Regions from separate parts of the Pan troglodytes genome. Here region 2 is linked to region 1. The links are chromatin contacts, called in public HiChIP or PLAC-seq maps. All regions are on one chromosome and are shown on one strand. Each heading gives the region's core, a stretch centred on a gene start, on an enhancer-like site or on the middle of the called end of the contact. The rest is flanking DNA. Distances are from core to core; before and after follow the strand shown. Region 1 holds the start of PIGO (phosphatidylinositol glycan anchor biosynthesis class O). Region 2 holds the start of DNAJB5 (DnaJ heat shock protein family (Hsp40) member B5).

Region 1 (5,501 bases), core at 1,427-3,926:
GCCTAGGTGTGCAGATCATGAGGTCAGGAGATTGAGACCATCCTGGCCAATATGGTGAAACCCCGTCTACTAAAAATACAAAAACTAGCTGGGCGTGGTAGCATGTGCGGGTAGTCCCAGTTGCTTGGGAGGCTGAGGCAGGAGAATTGCATGAACCTGGGAGGTGGAGGCTGCAGTGAGCCGTGATCACGCCATTGCACTCCAGCCTGGCAACAGTGAGACACTCTCTTAAAAAAAAAAAAAAGTGATAAATGCTGTGGTAGAGGAAAGTTCTGGCTGAGGGATCTTGGTGGGAAGAGCATATCAGCTTATGAGTAGCAGCATTGCTGACTGCCACTGAACTCAGGCTGGAAAAGTTAGCAAGTTTTCACCAAGTCAGGTCCTGGACTAGAATAAACAAAGGCTCACTGCTTGAGAGAAGTTGGCTGAAGGGTATAGTGTTAAGGGGGATGTGACTACATGGCAAGGGCCAAGTCACAAGGAATGAGATTCTTGTTGAAGGGGTTGGACATTATCCCTAGGGTAATAGGGTTTTTTTGTTTGTTTGTTTGAGACAGCGTCTCCCTCTGTTGTCCAGGCTGGAGTGCAATGGCATGATCTCGGCTCACTGCAACCTCCGCCCCCCGGGTTCAAGCAATTCTGCCTCAGCCTCCTTAGTAGCTGGGATTACAGGCATGCGCCACCATACCTGGCTAATTTTTTTGTTTTTTGTAGAGACAGGGTTTCACCATGTTGGTCAGGCTGATCTCGAACTCCAGACCTCATGATCTGCCCGCCTGAACCTCCCAAAGTGCTGGGATTACAGGCGTGAGCCACTGTGCCCGGCCTATGAAGGGTTTTTTTTCCCTTCCCATGAAGAATTTTAAGATAAAACATCACATTGGCCAGGCACGGTGACTCATACCTGTGATCCCAGCACTTTGGGAGGCTGAGGTGGGAAGATCACTTGAGCCCAGGAGTTGACCAGCCTGGGCAACATGGTAAGACCCTATCTCTACAAAAAAGAAAAAAAGAACAGTAATCACATTAATGTTTTAGTTAGAGCTGTCTTGCTGCAATGTGGAGAAGGGATAGTAGGGAGACACAGGAGGCTGGGAGGACAGGGAGAAGGCTGCCTCAGTGATCCTAGAGAAGGGATGAGGTCTGAACTGAGATAAGGGGCTATGGGGATGAAGGTGGAAGAATAACTCAACTTTTTTTAAAAATTAACATATTCCTTTATTCGTTTGGTCAGTATGTGAACCTCAAATATATGCTAGGTGCTGAGGATATCATAATGAAGAAAACAGAATTCCCTGACCTCAATGAGCTCACATTCTACTCGGAGGGGACAAACCATAAATACGTGTAGAATTTCAGATGCTGATGAGTTGTGCTATGGAAGAAATTAAGGAAGTGAGGGGAAATTTTTCCAGGGGGTGTGGTGGTGGGAGGTGCTGAACTAGTAAAGTAGGGGATTGCAGGAAGCCTTGCTGATGTTACAGTTGAGCTTCAATATGAAGGTGATGGAGATCCATTTCGGTATCGGGAACTGAAGCTGACACAGGAGATGGCAAATGCAAAGGTCCTGAGGCAGAACTGCTGTGGATGGAACAGAGTTAGGGAAGCAAAGAAGTGGCAGCTAGATGAATCAGAAGGGGAAGAGGCAGATAGTGTGCAGGGCCATGTAGAGCCAATGCAAGAACTTTTACTCTGAGATGAGAAACCAGTGGACGGGTTTTGTTTCTTTTTGAGACAGAGTCTCGCTCTGTCGCCTAGGCTGGAGTGCGGTAGCACGATCTCAGCTCACTGTAGCCTCTGCCTCCTGGCTTCAAGCAATTCTCCAGTCTCAGCCTCCTCAGTAGCTGGGACTACAGGTACACATCACCACGCCTGGCTAAATTTTGTAATTTTTAGTAGAGTTGGGGTTTCAGCATGTTGGCCAGGCTGGTCTCCAATTCCTGACTTCAACTGATTCTCCAGCCTCAGCCTCCCAAATTGCTGGGCTTACAGGTGTGAGTCATCGTGCCTGGCATTTTTTTTTTTTTTTTGAGAGGGAGTCTTGCTCTGTTGCCCAGGCTGGAGTGCAGTGGTGCAATCTCGGCTCACTGCAACCTCCGCCTCCCGGGGTCGAGTGATTCTCCTGCCTCAGCCTCCCAGGTATCTGGGATCACAGGCGCCCGCCACCACTCCCGGGTAACTTTTGTATTTTCAGTAGAGACGGCGTTTCGTCATATTGGCTGGGCTGGTCTTGAACTCCTGACCTTAGGTGATCCACCTGCCTTGACCTCCCAAAGTGCTGGGATTACAGGTGTGAACCACTGGGCCCAGCCTCCCCTCCTCCACTCCGAAGGATTATTTGCTTAATTATTCAGTCGTAAGATTTAGTTACAGGCTTTGAAAGGAGGAGTAATGAAATCTCAGTTGGACTCAGCTAAGCAAAAAGGGGAAAATAAGTATTATCTCCATTTTACAGATGAGGTAATGCCTAATAATGACAATATGTGCGGCCAAGCTAGGATTCAAGTCAAGTTTGACTCCAGCAGCCGTGCTCTTAGTCGTAACCATGAATGGACAGTGGTTCCCTGAACTCTTCCTCCAGCTTGGTCCCCTGTCCCCAATTTTCAATTACTAAATATCCCATCAAACTGGGGCCAGCCCCACGCTCCTGGCCAAACTTCCACCGAGGTGCCGGCAGATGGCGATGGAGCCACCGACGTGCCACTCTGTCTGGCGCACGCATCTCTGTGCTGCCAGGTCGCAGGCGCCGCCGCCGCCGCACTTCCGGGTGCCATTGCAGGTGAGCCAGGGTCTCCCGAGAACCTCACCCCCGGGTATTCCCCCACCCTGAAGTAAGGGAGTCTCCCTCTTCCCCTCAGCTCCTAACCAAGGTGCTCAGTACCGCGGCTAGGGTGCCCAGCGGGAGGCTGGGTAGTTACCGGAGGAGGCAGAGCCGGTCGCACGCCTGGGTCCCAGCGGAGGCCCAGTCGACTCTCGACCCGCGCCCCAGCCTCTTTGCGTGGCGAAGGTCGTGCCTCAGGTCTCCTGGCGAACCTGGCCGCCCGGAAGCGGAGAGTGACTCCTCCCCTTCGTCCCCTCGGTGCCCGCCAGGCGGCGCCGTCGGCTGGGCCCGGATTCCCCTGCGGCTTCGATCCCTTTCCACTGGGTATTGAGATTGGCGAGGGGAGAGGCGCAGAAACGGCCTGTAAGAGAGCCTGACTACCAATTGGAATAAGTTTCCCTCCTGACTGTGTGTTTTCAGCATTAGCATTTCCTGCCTGTACATGTGAACGTTCCTATGCTCTACCCCTCGAAGATCCTGATTCAGTAGATCTGGGGTGGGGCCTCATGAAACGGCGTCTCCCTCTGTTGTCCAGACTCTAGTGCAGTGGTTCAATCTCGGCTCACTGCAACCTCCGCCTCCCCGATTCAAGCGATTCTCCTGCGTCAGCCTCCCCAGTATCTGAGACTACAGGTGCCCGCCACCCATTTTTGTATTTTTAGTAGGGACGGGGTTTCACCATGTTGGCCAGGCTGGCCTCGAACTCCTCACCTTAGGTGATCCGCCCGCCTCGGCCTCCCAAAGTGCTGGGATTACAGGCGTGAGCCACCATGCCCAGCCTGGAAATAGGAGGACAGTAATATTGCGAGGGGTTGGCTGTGAGATGGTTTATCTCCAGGAAGGTTTCCGGGAGGAAGTGATTCTAGCTGGGCTTGTATTCAGGGACCAGAATATCCACTGGTTCTTTGCCCCACAGTAATGAATTTACTTCCCCACCCCTATCAGGATGCAGAAAGCCTCAGTGTTGCTCTTCCTGGCCTGGGTCTGCTTCCTCTTCTACGCTGGCATTGCCCTCTTCACCAGTGGCTTCCTGCTCACCCGTTTGGAGCTCACCAACCATAGCAGCTGCCAAGAGCCCCCAGGCCCTGGGTCCCTGCCATGGGGGAGCCAAGGGAAACCTGGGGCCTGCTGGATGGCTTCCCGATTTTCGCGGGTTGTGTTGGTGCTGATAGATGCTCTGCGATTTGACTTCGCCCAGCCCCAGCACTCACACGTGCCTGGAGAGCCTCCTGTCTCCCTACCCTTCCTGGGCAAACTAAGCTCCTTGCAGAGGATCCTGGAGATTCAGCCCCACCATGCCCGGCTCTACCGATCTCAGGTTGACCCTCCTACCACCACCATGCAGCGCCTCAAGGCCCTCACCACTGGCTCACTGCCTACCTTTATTGATGCTGGTAGTAACTTTGCCAGCCACGCCATAGTGGAAGACAATCTCATTAAGCAGCTTACCAGTGCAGGTCAGTGTGGGCCACTTTGAAGGCCAGAAGTACCTTGGCAAATTTCTTCAAAATTTGAAGTCAGGGAGTCAGACCTTTGGGTGCCCAGATGCACACTTGACTGTGGTGTAGGGGGACAGAGGAGAAGAAAGAGGCCAGGGCCCTGCTGGTAGGGAGCTCAGTTTGGGAGACAGAGGAGAAGGGATCTGGGCTTTGTTCCTATGAAGCTTCTAATCTGAATGGAGTATAAGTTTTATTCTTGGAGACCTCTCAGTAAAAGGGAGAAGGGAAGAAGAGAAGATGTGGATCTTGGCTTGCAAGTGTGGAGAAGAAAGCAGAGAAATACAGGCCCTGTTCATTCACTGACTTGGAAGAAACAGGATACACCCAGGAAAAACAACTCAGTAGAGCTACCCAGAGACAGAACTAGGAGAGCATTTTGTAGGAAGGATAAGTGTGAGGTCTGGGTGGAGTACGGTTATCAGGGAAAGCTTCCTGGTGGAAAATATTAGGCCCTGAAGGATAAGGATTGCTGTATGGAATTGCTGTACTTTAGGTTGCATGGTTGGGACTTCTGATGGGTCTTTAAAGGGCCTCTTTTCCTCTTTTCTCCTAACCCTGACGTTTGCTCAGGCTCTGACCTCTCTTTCATGTCCCTGCAGGAAGGCGTGTAGTCTTCATGGGAGATGATACCTGGAAAGACCTTTTCCCTGGTGCTTTCTCCAAAGCTTTCTTCTTCCCATCCTTCAATGTCAGAGACCTAGACACAGTGGACAATGGCATCCTGGAACACCTCTACCCCACCAGTGAGCATGGGGCCAGAGCACTTAGTTCTAAGACTGGGAGCTGGGGAGAACTGCTTTAGTCCACAAATTCTGAGCCACCTATGGGTGTAACAGCCTGGGCTTGTATCCCTGGACATAGAGGAGTGTCAAAGCCTGGCTGGGGTTGAGGAGTGGGTCTTAGTCTTCTGTGCTCAGTGTTCTCCCCTTCACAGTGGACAGTGGTGAATGGGACGTGCTGATTGCTCACTTCCTGGGTGTGGACCACTGTGGCCACAAGCATGGCCCTCACCACCCTGAAATGGCCAAGAAACTTAGCCAGATGGACCAGGTGATCCAGTGAGTGTGGGGTATTGGCTGGGGGAGTGGGTTTGTGTCTGAGAATCTCGAAGAAGCTCTTATCTTAGAGCTTCTTTCCTGGCTGAATTCTGTCTTCTCTAGGCCTTCTGCTGAAGCTAGAGG
Region 2 (5,501 bases), core at 1,825-4,324, 110 kb after region 1:
GGCAGTGGCCCAGGACCGGGAACAGGCCTGGGTCTTCCGCCAGCTGTCCTGGCCAGCCAGACTGAGTCAGGGAATGGGTGTCTGGAGTCCTGTCTGCCATTGGAGACCCCAGGCCTCCCCGCCCCCACCCCTCTGACGATGCTAAGCCTCACGTGTGACTCAGATCACAGGGTGACTCACAGCCTTTGGAAACTGCTGTTTCCAACGCCCTCATTAGCAGGGGGGGCGACACTATCCTTCCCCCAACCAGGGCAACAGTTCCCTTTACTCATTTGCCAGCGTCTACACACAAAACTGTGAGGGCTGTGCCGCCTAAGCACCAGTGTGAGTGAACAAAAGCATCCTGGGGACAGGACTTTTTAACCCCAGCTGTTAGGAGACAATTGGGCACTAACCAACCACCATTTCCTTAATACCTCTCCTAGCCCCACCCCATGCCCCCAGTCCACCCTGTGGTTTAGGATCTGGCCCATCGTCAGACCCATATTCCTCTGAGTCCCTTTTAAGGTGGGTGCAGGAGCATTTGTTATAAGAGAAACGTACAACCCGAATTCTTCCATTCCAGTCTCCCTCTATCGGTGTGTCTGTGGTGGATATCAGGGGAAGGGGGACTTTCCTGTAGCTAGAGCTCTCTGGGGGATGGCCAGAAGCCATTCTCAGCCCTTCTGAGACTTGGTCAACCCCTGCCAAAGCCAGGAGAACCAGAGTCTTTCTAGCAATGTCCTAGGCTGGCAGCCACAGCTGAGACCTGCCTTTCTGCCTCTGACTGCTTCACAGCAGGGAGGTGTACAGGGTGTCCTTGCAGGAGTGAGGGCTGTAACCGGGTAAGGGGGAGGCGCCCAAGGCCCTAGGTGGGCAGGGACAATGGCCCTCACTGCTGCCCCCACAGGCCCTGCTGCAGGTGGCTGGGTTGACTCATGGTTCTGGGAGTCACCTTTCTCTGACGAAGAAAAGTCTCCACAAAGGCGGGTACTCCCCCATTGCCCCCCACCAGCATGTCACGTCTGTGGGGGAGACGGGGTGGGGGGTGGGGTTGGGAGAGGCAGAGAAGAAAGAGCACCTCGTTGGGGGGGGGCAGCCGTTTTCGGAAATGGCAGCAAAAGCCGTCTGAGAGGGAGCGGGGGGGGGGGGGTGGTCTGCCATTTCTGCCTCAACTCACACCTTCTTTCCCCTGGGACTGGGAAAGAACCCTAGCACACCAAGAGGGTGCCCCTAGAGAACGAGAGCAGCTTCCAGGCAGAGGGCCAGTGGAACGGCTCACCAGCCACCCACCTCCTTTTGGTGTCCCTGCATTACCTCCACACCCGGCCAGCTTCCTCCCTGGTACCCACCTGCTAGCTGCTCTAGGCCCATACATCTCTTGCCTCCGCAGACACAGGGCAAGCTCTTTCAGGATCTGCCTCCTTTTTCTCTTTCTGCTTTCCTCCCTCCTTCCCTTCCCCCCTACCCACAGGCCACGTGTTGGAATGACAAAGGAGCCCCATGGCATGGCACTGCCTTTGATGGAGAAGAATGAGGAGGATGTTAAGGTAGAGGCAGGAAGGAAAAATGGGGAGAAAATGGCGAGGGGGACTGTTGAGGTACAGGGAGGGGAGATGGCTGATACAGAAAATGAGGTACTGATGGAGGGGGATGAGTGACAGATGGAAATGGCTGAGGTGGAAAATGGGTTAATGATGGGTTGAAAGGGAGGAATGTCGAGAGTTGAAATAATGGAGGAAATGTCTGTGGAAAATGGATACCTGAAGGGTTTGAGAAAAGAAGAGGAATGATAAGGGGTGCAATTCATTCAAATATGTGGGTGAGGCCGGAGGGGGGTTCCTGTATGTCACAGAGGGGATGAGGATGAGGTGGAGGAAGCAGGAAGGCAATGGAGGGGATGGCCGCGTGGAGGGTTTGACTGGGTATGGGTATGAGTGCCCTTCTCCGGAGGGACTTACCGAAACTTTACAAACCCATTCAGCGTCCACGCTCGAAGTTTTAAGGGCTCCAGCTGAATTTTAAACATCAAGCTGGCTAAGAAGTCTTCTCCCCAGGAGTGTGGGAAGCTCCGGAAAGCTCCTCGGGCCTGCAGTGGGGGTGCTGCTGGGGGTGGGCAGGAGAGCACTGTGCGCTTAAACATGCCCAGCCAAGCCCCTCACCTCTGATCGCTCCACCGGAGCCGGCCTGAAGTGCTGCAGCTCTGGAAGCCACCTCCTTGGACTCTCAGAGGCGCGTGCCCAGCAAGGCCTGTCTGGCGCAGCAGGTGCCGGACCTGATCCCCAAGTGTGGAGAGTGAAGGGAGAAGACCCGCGGCCACCTGCTTTCAGGTGCAGCAGTGTCTGGCTGGCTGTGAGCGGCTGTATGGCAGTGTGTCAGTGAGGCTGGGAGTGCAAGCGTGTGTTTGTGAGTGGCAGCGTGTATACCTGTGACAGGTGTGATTGTGAGGGCCCGAGAGGCAGTGAGCTCCTGTCGCCTCTCACTGGGGAGGACCCGACCCCAATCCCCAAGAACCTACTCAATGAAGTCACTGACGGGAGTCTCCTCCCTCGCAGATGGGCGGGGCAGAGCGGAGCTCGGCCGGGACAAAAGGCGCGGCGAGGAGAGGAGGGGAGGGGGCTCGGGCGGGGGAGGGTGGTCGGTGATGTCACCCGCGCTGGCTGGCTGGTCTGCTCACAGATGCCTCCGCCCCACAGAACCCAATCTGGTCCGGTCCGACTCGACCCTCCCCTCCCCTCCCCTCCCCTCCCCGACTCAGACGCTGGCCGCCCCCTGTGACAGCCAAGCCCGGGTCGAGGACTCCGAGCACCCTGCAGACCCCGGGGCCCCGCATCCCCAAGGCAGCAGAGCCTACGGGCCCTCAGTGTCCCAACCCCCCGACACCAGGAGCCCTGGCTTCACGACGCCCCGCTCCCGGGACCCCCGAGTCCTGGCTCGGCGCCCTCACCGGTGAGGAGCTGCGGGCGCCGCCGTGGTCCGTGAGACAGCCGCTGCCCCCTCCCCCGGCTCCGGCTCCGCCGCCTCCACCCGGGACAGGAGTCGCCTGCCCGCCGGCCGCCGACAGCGGGACCGGGAGCCCGCCCCCACGGCTCCGCCTCCGCGCCGCCCATTGAACCGCCTTCCTGTCACTCAGCTCAGCCTCTACTGTGATTGGGCAGTTTTCAACAAGCGGCTTGGTGATAGCCGCCCATCCTCCGCCCCTGTCACCCGGCCACACGCGCACACATTCCAGGCAGTGATTGGTGTGGATCTGATTGGCGCCCTCTGGGATCACTCAACCACGCCTCTTTGCCATCTTGTCGTGCCATTGGTGAAAAAGACAGAGGGCGGCAACCTCGCGCGCCCTTTGATTTTATTGGTTCGTGCCTGAGACTCAGACCCGAGCCCGGGGGCAAACTATATTAGTCCAATCTCCGGGTTGAGAAGGTGGGACGTACTGGCCACTGCTCGAATCCCAGGAGAACCTTCTGGAACCCTTGCGACGTCAAAGGCAGCCTTAAAGGAAAACTGTACCCACCAGTTGGCCGTGCGGCCGTGCATTCTTTCCTTTCTTCATTGGGGGGCAAGGGGGAGAGAACAGTGCACTCTGGGAGGTGTAGTCCCTGGACCGGGGCCAAAAGGTCAGCACTTCTTACTCGCCTTTCAGCCAACGGTGTAACCACCTCAAGCTGACCTCATTTAGCTTTACCTTATCCTGACCCCGCGGTGGCCTGATGTGACCTAACGGAATCTCTAACAGACCCCACGGATGCCGGGTTTCAGAGCCCCCCGGACCTCTCCCCCGAGGGAAACGCATGGCTCTGCCCAGGCCGGTGCCTCCAGGAATCTCCCCCGCCCACCCTCTGTACAGCCCCTCATCCTCGCGCCCCTCTTCAGCGACCCCGCGGTCCCCATTTCAGTCCCCCTTCTAATCAGTCTCTCATCCTGCTTCCCCCTGGAATGCCTGTGTTTTAGCCCTTTCCTTCTTGGCCCTCGATGATCTGTCTTCCTTCCCGCAGTGATCCGTTTTGTCTTATTCTTGGTTCTTTCTTTACACCGCGATCTCCTATCCTAGCTCTCCCCTTTCATCTTTCATCTCACTCCCCAAGATCCCCTTCCTTAACACCCTCAGAATCTCTAGTCTCCCCCACCCCCCATTAAGTCATTAGATCTCAGCCCCAGTGTCCCCGATGCAGGGAGCAGGCGGGGCTGCGGAGGCGGTCGCCAGCGGAAGCCGCCACTCGAGCAGACACGGTGCCTGGCGCCCACGTCACTGTCTCCCAGGCCCATCTGTGCTCGAGGGAGCGGGGGTGGGGAGGGAGTAATTTGGGGGTGAAGTGGGGGAGGGGAGTGCTGGGGGGTTGATGATAAAAGAAGGGTCAGGCCAGAAGCTCTCCTTTACTTCTTTCTTTCCTATTTTCCAGAGACAGAGTTTGGACACCCATGAGGTCTTGCTAGAAACTGCGGCTTGAGTACCTGGGCCAAGAGCAGAGCAAGGGGGTGGGGGGGGTGCCAGGGTCCTGGGGTCATGTCTGTAGATTCTTCACTACCTACCTTCATGCCAGGAGTCACTATGGGGCTCCCAAGGGTAAAGGGGCATGAGGTGTGAAGGAAGAAAGAGACTTGGGGTGAGAGGAGGATGGAAAGGAAGTGGGGTTGGGGGCCAGGAGGGGAGCAGAGATGGGTGATGAATGTGGGGAAACGAGGAGCATGAGGAATTTGAGGAAATGGGGTTGAGGGAGGGGAGGTAGGGAGAGGGGGTGGTGAGAGGATGGTGAGATGGGGTGAGGGGGATGAGGGGGAGGGGCATGGGGCAGATGAGCCATAGGGTGGGAGTAAGGAGGGCAGAGGAAAGGAGGGCTGGGGAGGGGAGGAAAGGCAGGGTGGGGGATAAGGAAAGAAGGGCTGCGGAGGGGCAGGAAGGCAGGGTGAGGGATGAGGAAAGAAGGGGTGAGTAATGAAAGGATGAGGCACAGAGATGGGGTGAGGAGGAGTGAGGAAGGGGGAGGGGAGGGAGGAGGGATGGACATCTCTGTGTGACACAGAGATGGGTAAGGTGGGGTGAGGGGCCCTGCACCGCTGCTGGCTCCTCAGATCTGGGGGCTCTCACTCTTCCACCTCCAGACCCGTGGGGCCCAGGCTGTGGGTGGCTCTACTTCTTCCTATTCCAGTTCTGTCTCTTTTGCCTCCCCCAGCCTTGCCTGTGCCAACACGGAGGCAGAGAGTTTAGTCACCAGCCTTTACCTGGCCCCTGCTAATGCTAAAGTGTAGGCTCGGACCTTTGAGGGTGCAGGACTGTGCCTTCAGGTGTTGGTGGCACGGACTCCACTGTTTGCCTAGTCCTCGGTTCCTGCCCTCAGTCCCATTGTCCTGGGTGTCACGTGTGTGTAGTGCTCAGTGTGGCATGGACTGTGACAGTGTGGTCTGGAGTCTATGCACCTTGTGAGCTTACACGCCACACTCATGCCTCATCTCCTTTGTAAATGGGGATTGGTGCCTCAGGGGGTTGTTGAGAGGGTTAATTAAGGTAACACAGGTAGTGC

The links. HiChIP or PLAC-seq counts read pairs in DNA pulled down with a chosen protein or histone mark.
Region 2: an H3K4me3 HiChIP or PLAC-seq map of stem cell-derived excitatory neurons shows a contact between it and region 1, with 2.5 times the contacts expected there. The contact joins the promoter of DNAJB5 here to the promoter of PIGO in region 1. A contact is called at or near these places in 1 of 7 Hi-C or Micro-C datasets (stem cell-derived neural progenitor cells) and 1 of 1 datasets of contacts at active chromatin or transcription factors (stem cell-derived excitatory neurons).

Annotation. Positions count from the first base shown.
Region 1 is chr11:80,887,239-80,892,739 of NHGRI_mPanTro3-v2.0_pri, forward strand. It overlaps PIGO (phosphatidylinositol glycan anchor biosynthesis class O), which reads left to right and starts at 2,677. Exons shown (of 11, transcript XR_010148958.1): 1 at 2,677-2,779; 2 at 3,767-4,278; 3 at 4,920-5,063; 4 at 5,255-5,378.
Region 2 is chr11:80,997,425-81,002,925 of NHGRI_mPanTro3-v2.0_pri, forward strand. It overlaps DNAJB5 (DnaJ heat shock protein family (Hsp40) member B5), which reads right to left and starts at 3,075. Exons shown (of 4, transcript XM_001164764.6): 1 at 2,927-3,075.